2 separate regions of the Mus musculus genome follow, and region 1 is linked to region 2. The links are chromatin contacts, called in public HiChIP or PLAC-seq maps. All regions are on one chromosome and are shown on one strand. Each heading gives the region's core, a stretch centred on a gene start, on an enhancer-like site or on the middle of the called end of the contact. The rest is flanking DNA. Distances are from core to core; before and after follow the strand shown. Region 1 has its middle 16 kb from the start of Uxs1. Region 2 holds the start of Poglut2 (protein O-glucosyltransferase 2).

Region 1 (7,739 bases), core at 2,008-4,507, 280 kb before region 2:
ATCTCTGGATTTTGCCTTCTTTTTTCTCTGGACAACTCTTGTCATAGAACAGGTTAGTTAAGAGACAAGATAGGAGGGCTCTTGGTGATCACTGTTTGACTCTTTGCCACCTCCCCAAACACTGACCCTGTGTGGGGGAGACGTACATGGGCCAGACTCATCTGTATTAATGAATCTTTCCCTAGATTCATATTATCACCTTGACATTTTCCATAAGGTGTAGTTACACAGTCAACATACAGTCCGTTCTCTGTATAAATGGGACTTTGGTTCCAGGTCCACTCATCAATATCACACCTAGGGATGGCAAGGTCTCCTATGTAAAATTGTGTAGTAATAGCATAGAACCCAAACACATCCTCCTTATACTGTAAATCAACTTAGATGTTTTACAATATTCAACATCAGTGTTGACTCTAAGAAAACACGTCGAATTATTAGGAAATCATGATAAGCAGATAGAAATCTGCATGTGTAGCACAGAAATAACATCTTTTAAATAGTCTCTTCTTCCTTCTCCTCTTCTCTCCTTCCACTTTTCCTCATATATATCCTTCTATATTTCCTTTTCCCTTCCGTTTCTTTTTTTTTTCCCATGAGAGCAATGATGTATTAAGATAGAATCTCACATGTAGCCCAGGGTAGTCTTGGATTGAAAATCCTCCTATCTCTATCTCTTGAAGGCTGAAATTATAGGTGTATATATCATGCCCAGGTTTTTCAAACTGAATCCATGGATGTGGAACCCTGAACTGTCTAGTCTTTGGGAAACTGCTAAGGTGATGACAATATTGAGGAGTAGACTCAGAGAGTACAGCCATGTCTCCACTTTTGTTAGCTCCTGGAAGGCTATTACTACAGGGATATGGAGTAAGCCTAGGCATTCATTCTAAAGCACTCTGTTTCACTTGAGACAAAAAAGAGGCAACAAAATGACCAGGAGGGACTAGAACTTAAAGCACAATAAAGGCCCTCTCAAGTCAGACAAGGACTCCAGGAGATGCTCTAACAGATTTAATGATCCTTGGCCAAAGAGGACCAAACCCATTGTGTTATGAGGTGTAAGAGAGGGTTCCAAGGTGCTTTCTTCTAACTTCAGATAGTGTTTATTTTATTTAAACACAGACACATTGGGTAGGGTAGAGATGAGTATCTTTAAGATTCACATGGCAGTCTTTCTAGAGCATCCTCCATGTCCAAAAAGCATCAGAACATGGGATCTGCTGTTGACACACTGAAGCAGTTTCAGAAAGATCACTGTTATGTGACTATTAATTTTTGAAATGTTTACGTTCAAATTTCTTTAGAATTTGGAAGGCTCATAGGAAGAACACACAATGACCAGAGTGCCTTTGGCTATGTTAGTGATGGGCAGGGAAGTCCTGCAGGTTTTTTTTTTTTTAAAGATTTATTTATTTATTTATTATATGTAAGTACACTGTAGCTGTCCTCAGACACTCCAGAAGAGGGAGTCAGATCTCATTACGGATGGTTGTGAGCCACCATGTGGTTGCTGGGATTTGAACTCCTGACCTTTGGAAGAGCAGTCGGGTGCTCTTACCCACTAAGCCATCTCACCAGCCCCCCTGCAGGTTTTCCTTAAAGCTTTCCCTCCTGTGTTCTACATCATGCAAAGCATGAACTGTGATTGTCTCTGAGGTTTTGCACCATTTCTCCTTGGTAATGTCTGATGAACAGGTATTGAATTCTGGTCTTTAATGTCCATGCAGAGACCACGATTTCCTAATAATTCAATGTGTTTTCTTAGAATCAACATTATATTGAGTATTGTAAAATGTCTAAGCTGATTTACAATGTGAGGAGGATATGTCTGGGTTCTATGCTATTGCTACACAATTTTTTACTACACCATGGGTTATCCTCAGCACTATCTTCCACTTGTGTCCTGCTTAAGATGTTCTGGACACAAGGTGACACTAGAAAATAGACTTCTCTAGGAAGGCTGCACCCTATTAGACAACTTCAACAGGAAAAAACATAAACTTTAACAAAGAGGAAATGAAACATTGCATTGAGTGTAGTTTAACTCAACTACCTTGTTGTGGCTGCTCAGTATTACTTCTTGACCATCTAGCTCACAGGGAGCCCATTATATAAGAAAACCACCTTTTCAATTTGTTATTTCATGAAATTTGTACTAGCAAACATTAAATTAAAAAAATTTAGTTCTCTGGAGTGTGCCCAGCAATTAATTTTGTAACAGCAAATTAAGAGAGCATCTTTCAGATGCACACATTCACAGTTTACAGAGTCCGCTTTTGAAAACTGTTGTCAAGTGCAATGCATATTTCTTCCATCTAGTCATCTTGATCTACTCTAATTTTGTTCATTATCAGAAAATTAAATGTAAGTACATTAACTAAATTATGGATATAGTGATACTGGGAAATTGTATTGAGAATAAAAGTACATAGGCCTGGCCCAAAAGAGGGATAAGAATGCTCATCTCGCCTCCCTAAGAAGGTAGGTGAAATTTATTTGAGATGGCAAAAGGCTCTACCTAGATGCTTTAATTAGCACCTGAACTGTAGATCAGAATATTCCCTTTTGTGTGGGTGGACAGTCATGTAAAATACATGTAGTTGGGCAACTTTGCACAGTCTGTCCTTCAGCTAGAGTACTGATCACATTGAGACTAAGCTATTGAAAATGTGCTTCAAAGATTCAATCACCTGGAAACAATTTTTCTTTTTAAAATTAAAGACCATGAAAAGTTTTTAAATTTAATTTTTACTTTAAATTTTTTATTTTAAAATTTTATTTATATATAATATGTAACATAACTATTAAATTAATTTAAAATTATTTTTAAAACTATTATAAAATTTTTCAAATAAAATAAGCATCACACATGAACATATGTTTAAAGGAAATTTGCTGTACACAGTATAGCGCCTTTCTCAGAGTTAGTCTTTCATCATTATCTCATATGAAATCGGTTAAGTAGAAGCCACCACAGGTTATCCTCAGCACTATCTTCCACTTGTGTCCTACTTAAGATGTTCTGGACACAAGGTGACACTAGAAAATAGACTTCTCTAGGAGTGCTGCACCCTATTAGACAAGTTCAACAGGAAAAAACATAAACTTTAACAAAGAGGAAATGAAATAGTGGGAATGAGTCATTCAGTACTGGGGAAGAAAAATAGAAATAGGGACTCTGGTGGAAACAAGAGACTGCAATTCTCTCACACCTACCACCCACCAACAGTCTCTTCTACCACATCCACAATCTGTGAACAATCTGTGAACCTATGTGTAGAGTGACAGCATGACATGTCACTGATACACCGGCTGCTGGTCTATGTCTTACGTGTGAAAATCTCCTTCAGTCATGAGGAAGACTTTTCTTTAAAATAACATTCTCAGGAGGAACAGAAATGACCAGGCCCCATGACACTCCTACTGTCGATAATGGGCCTGTTCTCCACTGGCAGCCACCACGGCCCTTCCTCCTTCCTGCCTGCACCCGTGTGATGTCAGAAGAATCAAATGCATAAGTCTTCTCTCAGAAGCTGAGATTTAAAGGATGTGGCTGGAAGAATAAGAGAAAAGGATAGGCTAGGCAAGCATCTACCACAAGTCCAGCACTGAAGTAGGGGGCTTTAATTTCTCTAGAATCTTGATTAAATGTCAACTCTGCATTCTAAAGGATAGGGACAAAGGAAAAGACATGTGGACATTTGAGCAAACTATTTACTTAAGAAAGTATTTCTAGTCTTGAAGTCATACCTGCCCAGAAACATTCAGTCTGCACATGTTCCAGGCTGCACCTACCTCCACTACCAGGACAGTTGGCTAACAATCAACACATATTTTAAGCTGTGCAGTTTCTTCCTACCTGTGACAGTCTGAATGAAAACAGCCCCCATAGGCTATTAGGGGGGTGTGGCCTTTTTGGAGGAAGTTTGTCTCTGTGGTGTGGGCTTTGAGATTTCAGATGCTCAAGCCAGGCCTAGTTGCTCTCTTTCTCTTCTTGATGCCTGCTAATCCAGATGTAGAAATCTCAGCTACCTCTCCAGCGCCATGTCTGCCTGCATGCCACCGTGCTTCCTACCATGATGATAATGGGCCAAACCTATGAAATGTAAGCCATCCCTAACTAAATATTTTTCTTTATAAGAGTTGCTATGTCCGTGGTGCCTCTTCCTGACAGTAGAAACCCCAACTAAGGTACTACCCATTTGATTTGGGAGATCTTCTTAGTTAGGATGTCCTGGGATCCAAACTGAAGGCATGGGAAAGTTCCAAGGGCAAGTGGGCCTCTTGTCTGTTCCTATATTTTATTTTTTGAGACAGAGTATCACTATGTAGCTCAGGATGGCCTCAAGCTTTCAATCCTCCTGCCACAGCCTCTTGATTGTTGTTATTATAGGTAGGCAGCATCGCACCTGGATAGACTCACAGACCTCACTCTGGAAACTTCAGGGTTTCTGAAGAATCAGGAAATGGGTTGAGGTGGGTTAAATAGACCAGTCCTTGTTTGTATGTATTTCCAATATTTAATTGGCTTAATGTCTCAGTTCAAAGATGCTTAGTGGTAGGAAATTGTGAGGTGAGAAATAGCCAGTGTAGGCACATTGACAGCCATAAGAACTGAGAGCTTGATAGAATGAGTAGTCGTTAGCTGACTGCCAGCCCCACCATTAGCTATCCCTCACATTGGAGCTGCTTTGTGCAGGGGCCAGCAACCCCAGAATTCCTGGTAACTTCCAAGATGTCCTTGTGCTCATAGCCTCATTAAGTAATTAATATTTATGATGACCTTGGGCCATCAAGAGAAGTAATTATACTCTGTTTACTCTGATTCCTAAGGCAGGCACTTACATAATACACTTAATTAACATTAAAAATTACTAACACTTATTGAACTTTATGTGCCAGGACTTGTGTTCCATGCTTTATAGGGATTATCTCATTGTAGAAATATTTCCATATAAAACAGCTTTAACTAAAAATATTTTGGTACTTAAGCTTTACTTGGCTGAAAGTTGTACATATATGGAAAACACATTTACTAAGGAGGCTTTGGTTAAATGATGGCTTCCATGTTCTCCTTTTGGACTGTGTGTATGTATAAATATATTAAGTCTGGTGAGAGTGTTAAGTATGCATCTTTGTACCGTGCTGTCCTTCAGTAGTACTAGTAAACCCTTATCCATGGGAAATACATGACAAGTCTCCAGTGGAATAGCACCAAGCCTTATGCATACTGTATTTCTGTACATGAATGTGGATAAACTTAGCCTATAAACTAAACACAATAACAGGTTAACATCAATGTTTAACTGCATGCTACAGTAAAAGTAACACAAACTGGCTGTTTTACCCTTAAAATATTACGCGCACTGTTCTTCCTGTGATGGTATGAGATGGCAATGCCACTCCATAGTAAGATAGAGGTAGCCAGAAAACACAAGCACTGTGGTAGCAATGATCTTCTATGAAGAATTATCTGAACACAGAGCTGCAGTGACAGTAGATTTGAGACAGAGACAGTGATGAAGCAACACATGAGTGGGCGACATATTCAGACAGGATACAAGACAAAGGGGTGGTTTACACCTTAGGTGAGACCAAGAAAGACAGCACAAAACTGCTGAGGGCTTTTCTGTTCCTAAGCTAGTCACAGTACAGATCTCATACAGCTTTTCAGGGAACACCTACATTGCTCAGGTTGCCTTTCACATCTACCTTGGTCCTATGTCTCTTCTCTGAGCTTCTGCAGCCGTTGGGTGCCAACTAGCTCTGCTATTCATCTCTCATGTTGATAGCCCCTTCCTCTCTGGACCACAAACAGCGGTACTCAGGCTCTTCTGTAGACTCCTCTCATGCTGGCATGTCACTCCTCCATTCATCTTCTGAGAGCTTTACTTTTCTCATATGAACAATAGGTATTATACTACTCACATCATATTGGCCAATATGTGCATTACTCTAAAATAACCTGCAATGAGACTGCTACACTAATGTTAGTTATCTGAGGTACAATTTTTTAAAGATTCAATGTGCTAAAATATGACGTTCATATAACATTTTTAAAGTTTTTGGCACAATTATTAATGTTTACTGTGTGTATAGTGTATGATGAATGTGTGGGCACATACATTTTATGGTACACGTGTGAAGATCAGGACAACTTGTGGAGTTGGTTCTTTCAATGATTTATTATTTTATATACGTGAATATGTTGTCACTCTCTTCAGACACATCAGAAAAGTACATCGAATTCCATTGCAGATGGATATACACCACCATGTGGTTGCTGGGAATTGAACTCAGGACCTTTGGAAGAGCAGTCAGTGATCTTAACTGCTGAGCCATCTCCCCAGCCCCAAGTTAGTTCTCTCTTTTTATCTTTGTATGAGCTCTGGGATTCACTCTCAGGTCCTTAGGTTTATGTGGTCAATGCTTTTTTTCCCACCTCTGAGTTGTGTTGCCAGCCCTCACATAGGTTTCTAGAAGTGTATTTTTTAGGAATAAACATGGAACAATCTTCCCAGCCTAAACCCTGACCAGGGACCCATCTGCTGCTTCTACATCGTCAGCATTCGTCCCTAAGCCAGCCCTCTCCAAAGACTCAGACACTCCAATTTCTTTCTCACTTTTGAGATTGAGCCGCTGAAATACCAGATCCTCTGTGCTGTAGAGTGGACGTTTATGTCCTCCTGAAACCTGTGTATGGTAACTAGGACCACAGGGTAATGTAATTAAGAGCCTCTGGCAGATTATCAAGTCACAAGTATGTAAGGAGTACTCATGAATGAGGTTCTATCCTTAGACGAGACCCTGAGAGCTCATGTATTCCTTCTGCCATGGGAACACAGCAAGAAGGCTGTAGTCAGGGACTGGATCTTTGGACCTCAGCAGACACCTAACCTGGCATCCTAACTTGGTATTTCCAGTGTTTCTGTGCTGGAAATTTATGTGACTTTTTTTTTTATAATGACAGACAATTTCTGTTGGGTTCCTGAAGTGGAAATATGCATGAGGCATGCACCATCTGCAAAAGAGTCTGTGGTGATGTGTAGATGGCAGCTTTGTGAAAGCAAAGACCAATGTCAATGTGGTCCTGTACAAGTGGGACAACACCTTTTGTCCCCAATTTCACGTTATTAGCTCTACTCCTTCTAGTAGCTGTCCTGCTAAAGTGGAAGACACTATTTCCCTGCAACTATATTTCTGTTATTATTATCTTCTATCAGCTATTTTTTTCCATTTTTATTAGGTATTTAGCTCATTTACATTTCCAATGCTATACCAAAAGTCCCCCATACCCACCCACCCCCACTCCCGTACCCACCCACTCCCCCTATTTGGCCCTGGCGTTCCCCTGTACTGGGGCATATAAAGTTTGCGTGTCCAATGGGCCTCTCTTTCCAGTGATGGCCGACTAGGCCATCTTTTGATACGTATGCAGCTAGAGTCAAGAGCTCCGGGGTACTGGTTAGTTCATAATGTTGTTCCACCTATAGGGTTGCAGATCCCTTTAGTTCCTTGGGTACTTTCTCTAGCTCCTCCATTGGGAGCCCTGTGATCCATCATTTGAAGATTTATTTATTTATTTATTTATTTTTCCATTTTTTATTAGGTATTTAACTCATTTACATTTCCAATGCTATACCAAAAGTCCCCCATATCCACCCACCCCCACTCCCCTGCCCACCCACTCCCCCTTTTTTGGCCCTGGTGCTCCCCTGTACTAGGGCATATAAAGT
Region 2 (6,942 bases), core at 187-2,686:
TTATCCTGATTTTAAGATATTGTTGTTCGATTACTCTCTTAGGCTTTTAGGACCAGAACCAATATGATAGAACAAAGATAAAAAAGAAAACAATAATAACATAAAATAATTTCATTAGATAGTTGCCAGGAGATAACACTTAAGACTAGCAATCTATTTAGCATACCAAACAGAGCACTATCAGTGTACTATTATTAATTCATAACCAACACAGCTGGCAATTTGTCATTTGTAACATGTTTACTTCAAGGATGACCTTATTTGAAAAATTGTTCTTAATGGCTTAAAATACAATCCAGTACTGTGGGGCTAGGGAGATAGCTGAATGGTTTAGAGCATTTACCATTATGTAAAAGACTTAGTTCAGTTCCTAGTATCCATTGTCCTTAAGGCTCACAACTATCTGCAGTTTCAGCTCAAGGAGATTCAAGGCCCTCTTCTGGCTTCCTCCAGCACTTGGGTGTGAGTATACACCCTACCCACATCATGTAATTAAAATATTACTACTAATAAAAGTCTAACAAATATACCAGTACTCTAAATTATGTTTAGTTATGGGGGAAATCAAAATAACTGGTCATCATGTTAGTAACACAAGTGTTTTGGACTGAATATTCCTGCATTTTGAATGCATTTAGTTTCTAGTGTTTAGTTTTCCCATTTAAAAATAACGGAGATTTGTTTAGCCTCAATTCCCATCTAAACAGCCAAGAAGAGAGCTGTTATTTTAGCAATATTATTTACACTATACATATTTCAGAATTATTAAGTCACAGAGAAAAGTTGATTTTGAAGGAAAAGTCTATTATAACCAGATGTAGACAGCACTCGAGAATTCTGGAATGTAAATGGACAGCAGTAAAGACGAGTCGGGGCATATAAAGATGAAGGACAAAACCAAAATAAACAACAGGAACAAAAACCCCTCGAGTTATTTTAAACCGCGATCTCAAATAGTTGAGGAGTCATTTCTCCACTTACTGTTCCCCTGAGGTATCCACCGCCCGAATGTAGAAATAGCGGGCAGGAAGGACCACGTGTGCTTTTAGCCCGGGTCCCCATATTTCGCTCTTCTCTGGGCTCAGCCTCCTCTCTCCGCCGGTCTGGGCAAGTGCTGGCACAGTCCCCAGAAAAAGGCAGGAAAGCAGCGAAATGCTGAACATTTACAAGACCGAGTCTTGGAAGATCCACGAATAAATGCAAACGTGCTAAGTGGACGGAGCTAGCCTGGGTAGGTAGGAGGACGGTGGTCAGTCCTAGCAGCAGTCAAAGTCCCTAAAGTGTCGCTTGACGTGCGGGGTCCGCGCGTGGGACTATGCTGTGCCCAAGAATGTCACAACCCGAGCGGTGGCATGTCCAGGAGAAGGATGCCACACGTTCTGCTGAACCTGGTTAAGAACCGCAGGCTCCACTTTCTCCGGACAATGACAAACTTGTGTTACTCTTGCCACTAGAGCATCACTTTGGGAACGAATCCGTCGCAAGTTCTAGCCAAGGTGAGAGGAGAAGGATTGGCCTGCGCTGTGACCAGTCTTAGTAAAGTCTTCTGCTAGTGGATGAGTGGGTCAGAGTGGAAAACGCGTCCCGGGCCCCTTAGCTTCCTGGGATATGTAGTCCGCCATAGGACTAGCGGAAATCCTGCCAGGAGTTCACCCCCAACTACTTTCGTCCCTTCCCTCCGTCCCTCACTCTCCCTCCTCCTTTCTCCCCCCCTACCTTCCTTTCTACTTCTTTTTTCAACTTTGGAGCACGGCTTTCTGGCAACCTTAAATACTACAGTTGCGCAACTAGCATGTCTGGAGTCACAGCAAAGATTTCCCAACTTATATTTTGTTCAAGGTATCCACCGCAAATGGCAGGTATATAGTAAACGCTGAAAGGGAGGCTAGGTGTTATCAATGATACCCAGTCACTCGGTGCTATTCTTGTGCGCTCAATGGGACGAAAGATTCTGGGCCTTGGGTAGGAGACTTGAGGATGCAGATCTGGTGTTGCCTTCCAGCACCAGAGTTCCGGGACCCAACAGGAACAGAGGTATTCCCCAGCGGAGGGCCTAGCCCAGGCACTGCGGTGCGCTCCGCCTCTCCGTAGCGCCGTCACTGCCTCGTTGCAGGACAACCCCCACCCCCACCCCCACCCCGCCGCGCCCCTGGAAGGATCTGGGTCGAGCTGAGTCTCTGAGGAGAGATGTAAGGGATAGAAATCACCAGAAGAAAGCTCGGCCTGAGGGGGGTGCATCCGTGGGTATCCCTGTACTCTCTTCAGGAGCGGGTCTCCACGCTGCGCTAGCGGATCCCAGGCACCCGGCCTGCAGTGGCCATCCTCTCTTTGCACCCTCGCTTCTCGGCCAGTGAGGTCAAGAGGAGTAGCAGGCTTTGTCCTCCCTCCACGGGGTAAGGGGCGTGGAAAACATAGACGGCCTGGTTGTGAGCCAAGGCAAGGGGATTCTTTTTCCCCCTGCCCCCCCCCCCCCCCCGCTATTGTTATTATTGGTGATATAATCATTCATCGCGGCCTCCCCTCCCAGCTCTCAGGCTGTCACTGTCTGCGTGCCACCAGCCTCTCCAGTCCCTAGCGCGTAGGAAGCGGCCCCCTTCAGGCCTGCGCGCTCCCCCTCCTGGCGAGCCTTTTCTTCCGGCTGGGAGTGAGGGAGCAGGCCGGGAGGAGGTTACAAGGCTTTAGATCTGGTCTTGGCCAGTGGGGACTAGGGACGCCTGGCACTGGGTTGGCCACCGCAGGACAGTAGTGGGAACCCGGCACAGTAGCGCTGCAGCAGTTGCACTTGCAACATCCCTGCTCTCCCGGTTCTCCTCCACCTGCACCTTTGTCACCTTCAGGTGCTTCGGAGCCTCAAAGAGGGGGCAGTGGGAAGTCTCCTGGCTCCTCAGAGTCTGAACTCCAGAGGGCATCATGTGCTGCATGAATCTCATACTCACAGGTAGGCCTCCCAGGTCTGGTCTGGTAGTCTAGGCAAGGGCGCTGATAGAAAAGGGGGGCGGGGGGGGCACCTGGCTGCTGTCTTAGCAGCTCTTATCAATCCTCAGCAAAACACTTTTCTGGGTCTCAGTTGCTTTCTATGCAGAATATTGATTATACTGTTTGTGATATGTGGAAGGCTTTACTGAGATTTTATTGGATGTCTAGCTCTCTACTGAATGTGATACTTCAGCATGTAGACACGAAAGGCACATAAATGGAAAAGAATAAACTCAGGCAATCGATATCGGTTTTGCAAACAGTATGTTTATTTGACAGAATTGTTCATTCCAAAGACTTTCATAAGTCATTCCTCTAGTGCCGTCCTAGAAGCTTGGGGTTTATATTGCTTATGAGATACTGTGAATAAATTGAGTGGTATTCCGCAAGTCCTAATATGTTAATCAAAACGAGGGAGAACAATTTCAATAATGCCTAGTGCATTGTAGACACCTAAAAATGTTTGTTAGACCTGGCTTCTACAAGACTAGGCCTGGAGATGCAATTTCAGGAAAACTAGACTTTCAGGAGTTAACCATTTGTGTACACACACACACACACACACACACACACACACACACATTTAGAAAGCTTAATCATATTCTAGAAAGAAAAGTTCCTCACTATGGATAGGGTATCTGGCCTAGTTAGAACAGCAAAAAAAAAAAAAAAGTTCTTCAGAAAGTGACATTTGAGTATAACTTTGAAAGATGGATGAGAATGAATAATTAGTAAGGGGCTACAGGAAGACAACATTCAGAAAACCAAAAAGTAATGTGGAAGGACAGAAGAAGGTATGTAGGGTAAGGAGTTGATCTTTTGCTTCAATAGCTGAGGGCCTTAGGCAGAAAATTTCTATGAGGATATATATGTAGCAGACTTTACTCTTTGATGTCTATGCAGGGATCAGACTAGAAAGAACAGCTCAAAGGGTGGGTGGCATGAAGTTATAAGCATAAAGATAAAAGCAGATATAAACCCCAGATAGCTGCAGATACAGTGCTGGACAATCAATCAGCCTTCATAACTCCGTTTTCCCTGAGACTACCATTGCATCTTACTAGAATAATCTATGCCTGTAATGGTCTTGTTTCCAGTAGTTGTGGCTTTCTTCATTCTAAGAAAGCAGGCTCTGAGTGAAGTCCTAAGGATACCATAGCAGAAGCCCTTCAGAGTTTAACTACAAAGGGTGGAGATGCAGATCAGTCACGGGATGCAAAGAAGTAGAGTGCCAGCATGGGTTCTGGGTCATTCTTTTTCATTTTCTGTGAATATCTTCTGATATTTCATAATTTTCTACAATATACTTTGTGTCATCAAACCTATAAATATATGTATTTTCAGAGATATTCACATAAAACAGTGGTTCAAATGAGGAAATGTTGATATCTTTCATTTTCAGTGACAACTATGTAAAATCTTCAGGTAGATGGCAGGTTTGTTTGTTTTTTTTTAAGATAAAATGAGAGCAAAGAGATTATTTTTATTCAGTGACCATTGCTTAAAGCATACAATCCAAAACCAGATGGTTGCATGTTTTATAAATCAAGTGTTTTACTCTTAACAGCTTCATCTCCTAGCAATTTCCATTGTATTTTTTCATTCATAAATGAACCTGTTTCCCTTGGCAATGTTATTTGGTTAGCTTTGGTTATTTGAGCTAGGGTCTTGCCCGGTGTGTACTGGGCTAGATCAGAAGTAGCTGTGTAGTTTAGTCTAGAGTAGATCTTGCAGCAGCTCTCTTGTATCTGCATCTTGAGTCTTGGAATTACAGAAATGGGCTACCACGTTCTATTTTGACCATACTTTTTTTCTTTCCATATGTTCCAAATGAGCATAAAACCATCAAACTCTGGTACATTGTACTAGTCCCATAGGCAAAATTATATTCAAGGTGAGCGAGGCAGTGATGGCAAGGTAAGGTTAATGTCGGGTTGTGATCTACAAAAGGTAGAGCCTGGGGTGCCTGGGATGTACTGAATCAAGCTTTCCCACTGCCCCAGCTGACCATCTGTTGTTTCCTATCGTTCCACACCCAACCACAGACACATTATACCCCTCTACCACACAGCTTTTAAAGAAGAACGTGAGCATCACAGACAGGAAGTGGGCAATGGAGAAGTGGAGAAACTCAGTGCTCAGAGGAAAGGAAGCAGTGTGGTCTGCAAGCCTCATGCACTGTACATCCTTTGAGTCTTCTTCCACTGTCACCATCACACCGCACACAGAATGAGGACAAAGGAGAGAGCTCAGACACTACTTGTACACACACTAAGACCTTTTTACCAAACAGTATTTGAAAGGAAAGCACTGCAGATGCCAGCTTTGGTGATAATGTACTTGCATCCTGTGAGCCACTGTTAACTGAAGATGAGAAAAAAGCGGACGGGAAGTTGTGAGAAGGTGCATCTCATAAGGGGAGCTCACTCTGCACAGATAGGAGTTCCTTCCTAGGACTGTTTCCCCTTAGATTCCATAATGGTGAAAGTGCCTTCACCCCTTCCATTCAGAAGATACTGGAGATTCCGGTTTATCATCACATCTGTTCGTTAGAGACTCAGACAGGCTTGTGCCATTCAATTCTTTTATAATGGTTATTAAACAAATCATAATCTGTGATTATTTTCATTTCTGATGAGGAGAGAGATTAATAATGGATGGGTTTAGTCTCTCATGCACTGCGCGGTCACTGGAGCCTGGAAAGGCAGATCTCGCCCTGCATTTGGTGGTTGGTGAAGGTGATTTGAACTGTGGAAGCCTGGCTCTAGAGGTTTCAGAGAAGAATTTTAATATGTAGCCATAATATTTTGGTGAAGAATGTGGCTGCTTTTTTGCCCTTGTCTGAAGAGTCTACCGGAGGCTAAGGTGAAGAGATTTAGATTAATTCCTTTGTTAAAGGAAATCTCAAGACATCCTGATATAAATTCTGTTGAGTGGTTACTAAACTTCTCTCTTACAAAGACTGTTTTAATGAAAAGAAGCAAGCTGAGAAAGGAATAATATAAAATATATGGTTGCAGTATTAAAAGGGGCACCAGGAAGTGAAATGGAGCTGAATCCTGTGTTCATGGATATTAAATTGAATTAATGGGGTGGTGACTTTGAGGCAAGAGTCCATCCAGCTAAATTTAGGTCCAGGCATGGTAGTATACAAGCCTTTAATCCCAGGAGTCAAGGCAAGCAGGTCTCTGAGTTTAAGGCCAGCCTAGGACAGAGCAAGTTCTAGGTGAAGAAAATCTTAAGTGCAGGCATGGTGGCATATACCTTTAATTTCAGGAGACATCTCTGAGTTCAAAATCAATCTACAGAACAAGTTCCAGGACAGCCAAGCTTAGGAAGTGAAGGAGTTGGAAAACAAAAAGCTGGTAATAGAATATGGGGGGAGGGGGGGAAGGGGGCCATGTTCTAATCCCAGCATGCAGCAGAACTCAGCAGCTTTGACCATGTGGCTCTGGCTTTAGAGTCCAGAATAGAAGGGACTACTGGAACAATTGATGCTCGTTAGCTGGAGCTAAGACATTAGTGATGATTAAGAAGAGACCGGTATCACTGAGGTGTAATCTGGCGTTTTCTGAGAGCACAAAGAAGCTGTGTTCCAGAGATAGCCAATGTTGTCCCTCGTGCTGCAGCTGGACTTGGTAGTGTGTAAGAACCACCCAAGTTGTACTGGTTTTGAAGGTATGGAGGAGTCATGGAGAGCAGCCGAGGCTGCTGTGAGAGGCCATGGGAAGCCACTGGTGAAGGTGCAGCATTAGTTGTAGTTGATGGCCCAGGACTGAAGGGGCCATGCAAAGAAGTTGAGGCTTGACTCCATGAAGAGAGCCTACGAGAGGCTATTGGTGAATCCTAGTTGCAGTGGAAGACCCCAGGGTATTGGAGATGCCACTACCATGGGGATGATCACCAAGAACAGCAGCAGCAGTGGAGTAGAGTCAACCAGAGCCTAGAGTGCTACAGAGAGCAGAG

The links. HiChIP or PLAC-seq counts read pairs in DNA pulled down with a chosen protein or histone mark.
Region 1: a contact with region 2 is called in an H3K4me3 HiChIP or PLAC-seq map of bone marrow-derived macrophages, with 3 times the contacts expected there. The contact joins the enhancer-like site here to the promoter of Poglut2 in region 2. A contact is called at or near these places in 3 of 39 promoter capture datasets (the C10 cell line, the HPC-7 cell line and erythroid cells), 2 of 115 datasets of contacts at active chromatin or transcription factors (bone marrow-derived macrophages and large pre-B cells) and 3 of 9 other capture datasets (adipose tissue, liver and pancreatic islet).

The regions. Positions count from the first base shown.
Region 1 is chr1:43,840,389-43,848,127 of GRCm38.p6, forward strand. No RefSeq gene overlaps it. Among named protein-coding and RNA genes, the nearest start is that of Uxs1, 16 kb to the left of the region's middle. Within about 2 kb of position 3,258, at least 21 of the 459 cell types and tissues checked have an H3K27ac peak or open chromatin away from gene starts, as enhancers often do. A contact at or near this core is called in bone marrow-derived macrophages, where this site is marked.
Region 2 is chr1:44,117,337-44,124,278 of GRCm38.p6, forward strand. It overlaps Poglut2 (protein O-glucosyltransferase 2), which reads right to left and starts at 1,437. Exons shown (of 10, transcript NM_023645.3): 1 at 982-1,437. The coding sequence starts at 1,163. Bivm (basic, immunoglobulin-like variable motif containing) reads left to right here and starts at 2,632. Exons shown (of 10, transcript NM_144558.4): 1 at 2,632-2,938.